2 separate regions of the Triticum aestivum genome follow, and region 1 is linked to region 2. The links are chromatin contacts, called in public HiCAR-type maps. All regions are on one chromosome and are shown on one strand. Each heading gives the region's core, a stretch centred on a gene start, on an enhancer-like site or on the middle of the called end of the contact. The rest is flanking DNA. Distances are from core to core; before and after follow the strand shown.

Region 1 (3,097 bases), core at 542-3,041, 300 kb before region 2:
GGTCAGATGACTAGTTTCGTTTTCATTTATAGCTCTACTTGAAACAGTAAACTCACCCCAGTATTCCTTTCGGACACCCTCTTCAGCACCTGGTTCTCCTCCCACAACTTCTGGAGCTCTGGTTCGCGCATAACAGAGTTTGCTCTCAAGCCAAAACTCGTCTTTGGGAGATCCACCGTGTGCTTGTATTTCCCATCTTCTTGTTTCGCACCTAGGAAAAACCGACAAGCTATCAGTTCCAGGTACCTCTGTGTTCTAATACCCCAAGGAGGACCAATGACTAAAACGAGACTCAACCTGTCAAACATCGATTAACTGCTAATTTCAATTTCAAATGTTCCAGATCAAAACACTTATATCATTAAGAGATTTTCATTTTGAAACATGCCAAATCAGACTACCTATACTGTTTCCCGCAAAAAAAGACTACCTATATACCATTAAGATCAGTAGGTTTAAACACATGCGAGTAATGAGGTGTCTTACTGTGACTCAATGGAAGGTACTTTTATCTCTATGACTGCACTCAGGTATATTAAACATGGATTGTTTTTCTAGCTTTTAACTCTGAACTTCTAAGAATAGCAAAATTATTCCTTAAATCATCAAATTCCCATATTCTGGGTATATATAGCATATAATCTCAATAGACTTGCATCATCACAAGCACAATCACCACCGTTTGAGCACTGCTTCCACCATCCAACATCTAAAATAAGTTCGCCGTGTTCTTCTAGTTATTCACAAAATGAAAACCAAGATTGCTTTGATACCGAGACACCAGATGCAAAAAGCTTATATTGATGGAAGTCTTGTACAGACCAAAAAGAGAACATGGTGACAAATTGTGATGAAGGCATAGACACATTATTAAATAAAAATTGCATACATGATGACCTAATGACAATGAAATGACCCAGCATGCATAATGAGCACGAACAAGAATGACGTTTATCAAAGAGCAACATCTATCAAGCTAAATCGACTAGATTAAGCTCGAGTTACACGCATCCATCAAGTGAACACCCCGTCAGTTCCGACTACGGGCAAATTTCACTCAAAACCCTCATCAGCAATCGATCCGAAGCTCAGGAAACTGCACTCAAACTCATTCGTCTAATCCTACTACTGCTTGTGTCCCTAGTCCTTAGCACCGAATGCAACTCGCGAGCACTCCACCTCAAAAAACCGACGCCCCATTGCAACACCAAACAGATGGTCACCGATTCCCCTAACCGAAAACCCCCACCCTGAACCCCCTAATGACGCGAGCAAGAGACGGCTCACCCTCCGCGGCCTTCTTCGCGGCCATGACGGGCCCCCGGGACCGGCGCTTCGAGGCCGACGACGACGGGGCGAAGAGCTTGCTCAGCTCGCTGCTGAACGGCCGCCGCGCCGCCACCGGCGCCGCCCCCAGCCTGCGCAGCGGGAAGCGGCATCTCTGCGTCGAGAAGACCTGCGGAAGAGCGGGGGTTCGTGAGGAGTGCCTCTAGGAGGTTCGGCGGTACAAGGAAGGGGGGGCGCGCTTACGCGACAGCAGGAGGCGGCGTCCATCCGACGCCGGCGCCGCGAGACGAGCGAGCGAGCTGGCGAGCTCGCACTGGTTCCGTAGGGTAGAGGCCCCCGCCCGGCCGGTCGACGGCGAGGTGGGTTCTGCTATGGGCGCGACAATGGCGGCATCGGGGGATAAGGGGATTGGCGAGAGAGGGGAGAGGGGAGGAGGGGAGAGCCTGAACCGGAGAAGAGCGGCGTGGAGGGGGTTGGCTCGTTCGCGGAGGCCGGTGAGGCTGCAGTGTGGGCCCCTCATGGTTGGGCCATTCGTTCGTGAGGAGAGGGCGTCATCATGGTTGTTGGGCCACTTTGTGAGGAGGGAGGTACTGGGCTAGGCCGCGCTGTAAAGGTCCACTCGGCCCAGTAAATGGACAGGCTGCGAATAGTTTTTTTTTCACTAGAAAATAGTTTTGTTTTTTTGAGAAGGCAGCAGTCTGGAGAAGAGCAAGAAGAACCTCTCAAAGAAATACATACAGTACAAACAAGAAGCAGCATAGGCTGGCTCATGCACAACTTAAGTCGGTTAAAACAGAACTTTGCTACCCCCAAACAGAAATTAAAAAGGTTTTGAAGTTTCAAAACCGGGACCTCTCATTCACTCATGGTTTAAAAGAGATTCTGCTTCACGTTTGCTATGGCCAATCTCCATGCATGTTCATGGCGGCGCGCTGGACCCGTAACTCTTTAGGTGGTGTTTGTTTCTCTAGTTCTAGGACTTTTTCTAGTTCCTGGGACTTTTTGAAAAAGACTCTCAAGGAGGTGTTTCTAAGGATTTTTAACAAAAAGTCCCAAAAAAGTCCCATCCTGTTTGGTTTGCTAGGGACTTTTTCTAGTCCCTACACCAAAAAATCCCTGGAAACAAATACCCCCTTACTTTACTTTATTGGGAACATGGCGAGGCACGAAGTGTCACTAATGATGAACTAAATCGAAGGTAGTAGTAGAGTATGTGATGTGGGAATGGATCACTGAGACGGGAGGAAACAGAACGCCAGAGAATTTTTACCTGAAACCGGAGCCATCTTCCTCACGAGCTGGATGTTCGGTCAAGGTTTCAATCTCTCAAATCAGTGGAAAGACTTTTACCTTGTACCCTGTTACTATATATAGAAAAACACTTACTTGCGTGCCAAGTGTCCTGTTATATACTTCTGCAATGCATCACGAGAGTAGGAATTAGCATTACGCAGGCTCCACGCAAATTCAAACTTGTCAGAATTAGTTACTAGCATATGTTCTGCTACGGTAGAAGTAAATTATAAGTCAATTCGGTAAAAAGAAAACTGCGGCTTGGTCCTAGCACGGCATATCGAGAACGCTAAACTACACCACGTCGCCCTCGGAACTGATGGAGCTCATGTTGCACATACGTACAAGTAGTGTGACATGTCTAGCAGAAGGATATCCTACAAACAAGTCAATGTAGGTGTCCATGGTGTGTCCAGTTGCTCTCTTGAGGTTAAGGACGTGTGAGACTTGAGATTTGTTGGGTGTCAATGCATCTCTAATGGAACCCTCAAACTTACGAATCCGTTTGGACGCATCT
Region 2 (2,922 bases), core at 382-2,881:
ATCAGAAGGCAACAGAAGAGACAGCATAAAAAAAGGCATCCTAGTGCAAAACGATAGAAGAGCTAGCGAGCTAAAGCCGCCGCCTCCTACTAAGGCTAATCAGTTGAACCTAGGACAGCCAAGTTTCAACAGAACCATACACACTACTTTCTCCATCCCCAAAACAAGTATCTCAATTTTAGCATTTACAACTTTAACGAAAATCCAATTCGGCTCTTGGGAGCCCGTCAAAAATGTTAATTTTCAAATGTCAAAAAGTTTTGAAAAAAAATAGATGTGATCATGTGATCATTGTCACACCAGAAACGCTACCTGTAAATTTTTAGTAGGAAAGCTTAAGTATTTTGATCTGTGCAAACAAAAAATCAAGTCGAACGATAAATATTACCTCCAAATATTACACTTATTTTTGTTTTTTTCACCGACGAAGCACCGTCATCCCATTTCGCATGAAAATTAGCAATCACATTTGTTGCACTAACAAGAACATCTGTGAAAAAAATCAGAATTTTTTTAATTTTATTTACTATTTATTTTGAATTTACTGTTTATTAGGGAGGATATGCACCCAGGAGCCAAAGTGAATCCCGGTAGTCGTTGAGAATTAATTAAGAGCAGAAGCGTTCCTACGTACGGACGTACGCGGGCGCGAACTGGTCTTGTCAGACGTCAGTGAGAGAAGCCTCTTGAGAATGGTGGGTGGGTGCGTCGCCATCTTACAATGGCCATGAGACGAGGATGCAGAGCAGAGCTATAGCTACCATAGCAAAACACCTTAGCATAGTACTCGTATGTAGCCGGCCAAACGCTTCCTTTCCAAAAGCGAGAGGCACCCGCGAGAGTTCCCACCCGCGCGCACCCTGACAGCGACACGTAACAACGCGGGCAGCTTCTTCCATCATCATCATCCTCAAAGTACTCGTATTAAACTGTTAATTTCTCCATCTCAAATGCTAGCTAAATGTATTCGTTCCTCAACTGCTCCGTTGAACTGACGTTGCCAGTTACCTCACCAGCCATCCGAAGATGCAGTGATGGAAAAGAAATGCTACCAGCAAAACAATAGTAGCAGGTGGTAAAATTGGCTACAGTGTGCATCACAGCGCGACACGTACGTACGTACATCCATATCCTTGTCATAGTACTGGCCGGTTGTACATATTTCGACCACGAAACTGCAGTATACTTGCACAGACAAGTACTACATGAGCTACAGTATACTTGCACAGACAAGTACTACATGAGCTAGAGTCCACACGCGTCATTGTCATACGTACACACGTCAGGCGCCGGCCAGCAGCCAGCTGCATTCCGGATCATTTTTTCCTACAGCTAGCGAGCTAGTCGCATTCACCTTTAACCCAAGCCGGCACACAATGCCCAACTCGCCGGAGCAAAATCACCATCAACCTATCATCAACGTCACCGGCCGCGCAAACCACGCAGATTCGTTTTACCGCGCCGCGTTGCTCCGGCCAGGTCAAACCATCGGACCGTTCCGTTTACACCCGCCCGCGCCTCCGCCTGGGCTACCTCCCCCGTGACCACGACCCGATCCATCCATGGCGCCATCCGACCAACCCAGCACCTCGCTATATATACGCGCACGCGCCCCACCCACCCTCCACACCGCACCTCGACCCATCTTGTCAACCCGTCATCCATTCCATTCCCGATCCCCATTCCAAGAACGAAAGGAATCAGTTCGTTTCACTCGATCGCCAAGGAAGGAACCACTCGACCTCCATCGGCACCATGAGGGCGTTCCTGATGGGCTGCTTCCACCCGCGCGGCGGCGCCACGGACCCGGCGGCGGTGGCGGACGGCGACGAGGCGACCACGGCCACGGCCAAGGCCACGGCGCCGTCGAGGCCGCCCACCAGGAAGGGCAAGAAGAAGTCGATGCGGCGGGCGCCGAGCGCGACGGCGCGGCTGCGGACGCTCTCCTTCGACGACCTGTCCCGCACGCTGGCCTCGTCGGGGATGCACGCGTTCACCGTCGCCGAGCTGCGGGCCGCCACGCGCAACTTCTCCGGCAGCCACTTCATCGGGGAGGGCGGGTTCGGGCCGGTCTACAAGGGCTTCCTCGACGACAAGGTGGTGCCGGGGATGCAGCCGCAGCACGTGGCCGTCAAGTACCTGGACGCCGAGGGCCCGCAGGGCCACCGCGAGTGGCTCGCCGAGGTGGTCTACCTCGGCATGCAGCTCAGCCACCCGCACCTGGTGAAGCTCGTCGGCTACTGCTACCAGGAGCACCACCGCATGCTCGTCTACGAGTACATGGCCCGGGGCAGCCTCGAGCACCACCTCTTCAAGAGTAAGCGCCAGCATCCATTCACGCACGCACCACACAATTCTTCGATGATTGATCACGCCGACATGGTTACTGATCTGGGATGGTTTTGCAGATCTGCTGGCGAGCTTGCCGTGGGCGACGAGGCTGAAGATCGCGGTGGGGGCGGCCAAGGGGCTGGCGTTCCTGCACGAGGCGGAGACGCCGGTCATCTACAGGGACTTCAAGGCCTCCAACATCCTGCTCGAATCGGTGAGTAGCACTCCGCCATCCCTACCAACTCCGGCGGGCATATCATATCCCGTTCACGTTCATACCTCCATTTCCCGTGTACACGCACGCACGACTAGTTCGTCGGCGCCCCCCAGCATATACGATTTGATATGACGACCGTCTCCGTATCCCATTTCTGCGCGCGTACGTGCCAGCACGTTTTAAAACCTGCTAGTTGGCCGATCTCTGTCGGTTTATATTTCTCTAATGATGATGTCTCGGAGACTTTGATCCGTTGAACGGGCAAAGCCATGGACTTAATCTCTATTGGTAGTACTTAATTACTGTTAGCCACTAACAACCACAATTTGAATATGCGTGGAACCAGTAATCTTTTTTCCCGGTTGAATTGTCTC

Evidence for each region. HiCAR-type assays count read pairs that join an accessible place to other places.
Region 1: a HiCAR-type map of leaf shows a contact between it and region 2, with 6 times the contacts expected there. The contact joins the promoter of LOC123138489 here to the promoter of LOC123138487 in region 2. A contact is called at or near these places in 1 of 5 Hi-C or Micro-C datasets (leaf) and 1 of 1 datasets of contacts at active chromatin or transcription factors (leaf).

Annotation. Positions count from the first base shown.
Region 1 is chr6B:649,483,965-649,487,061 of IWGSC CS RefSeq v2.1, reverse strand. It overlaps LOC123138489 (isoleucine--tRNA ligase, chloroplastic/mitochondrial), which reads right to left and starts at 1,791. Exons shown (of 22, transcript XM_044558466.1): 1 at 1,531-1,791; 2 at 1,288-1,456; 3 at 57-211. The coding sequence starts at 1,554.
Region 2 is chr6B:649,185,324-649,188,245 of IWGSC CS RefSeq v2.1, reverse strand. It overlaps LOC123138487 (serine/threonine-protein kinase RIPK), which reads left to right and starts at 1,631. Exons shown (of 3, transcript XM_044558465.1): 1 at 1,631-2,317; 2 at 2,409-2,545. The coding sequence starts at 1,756.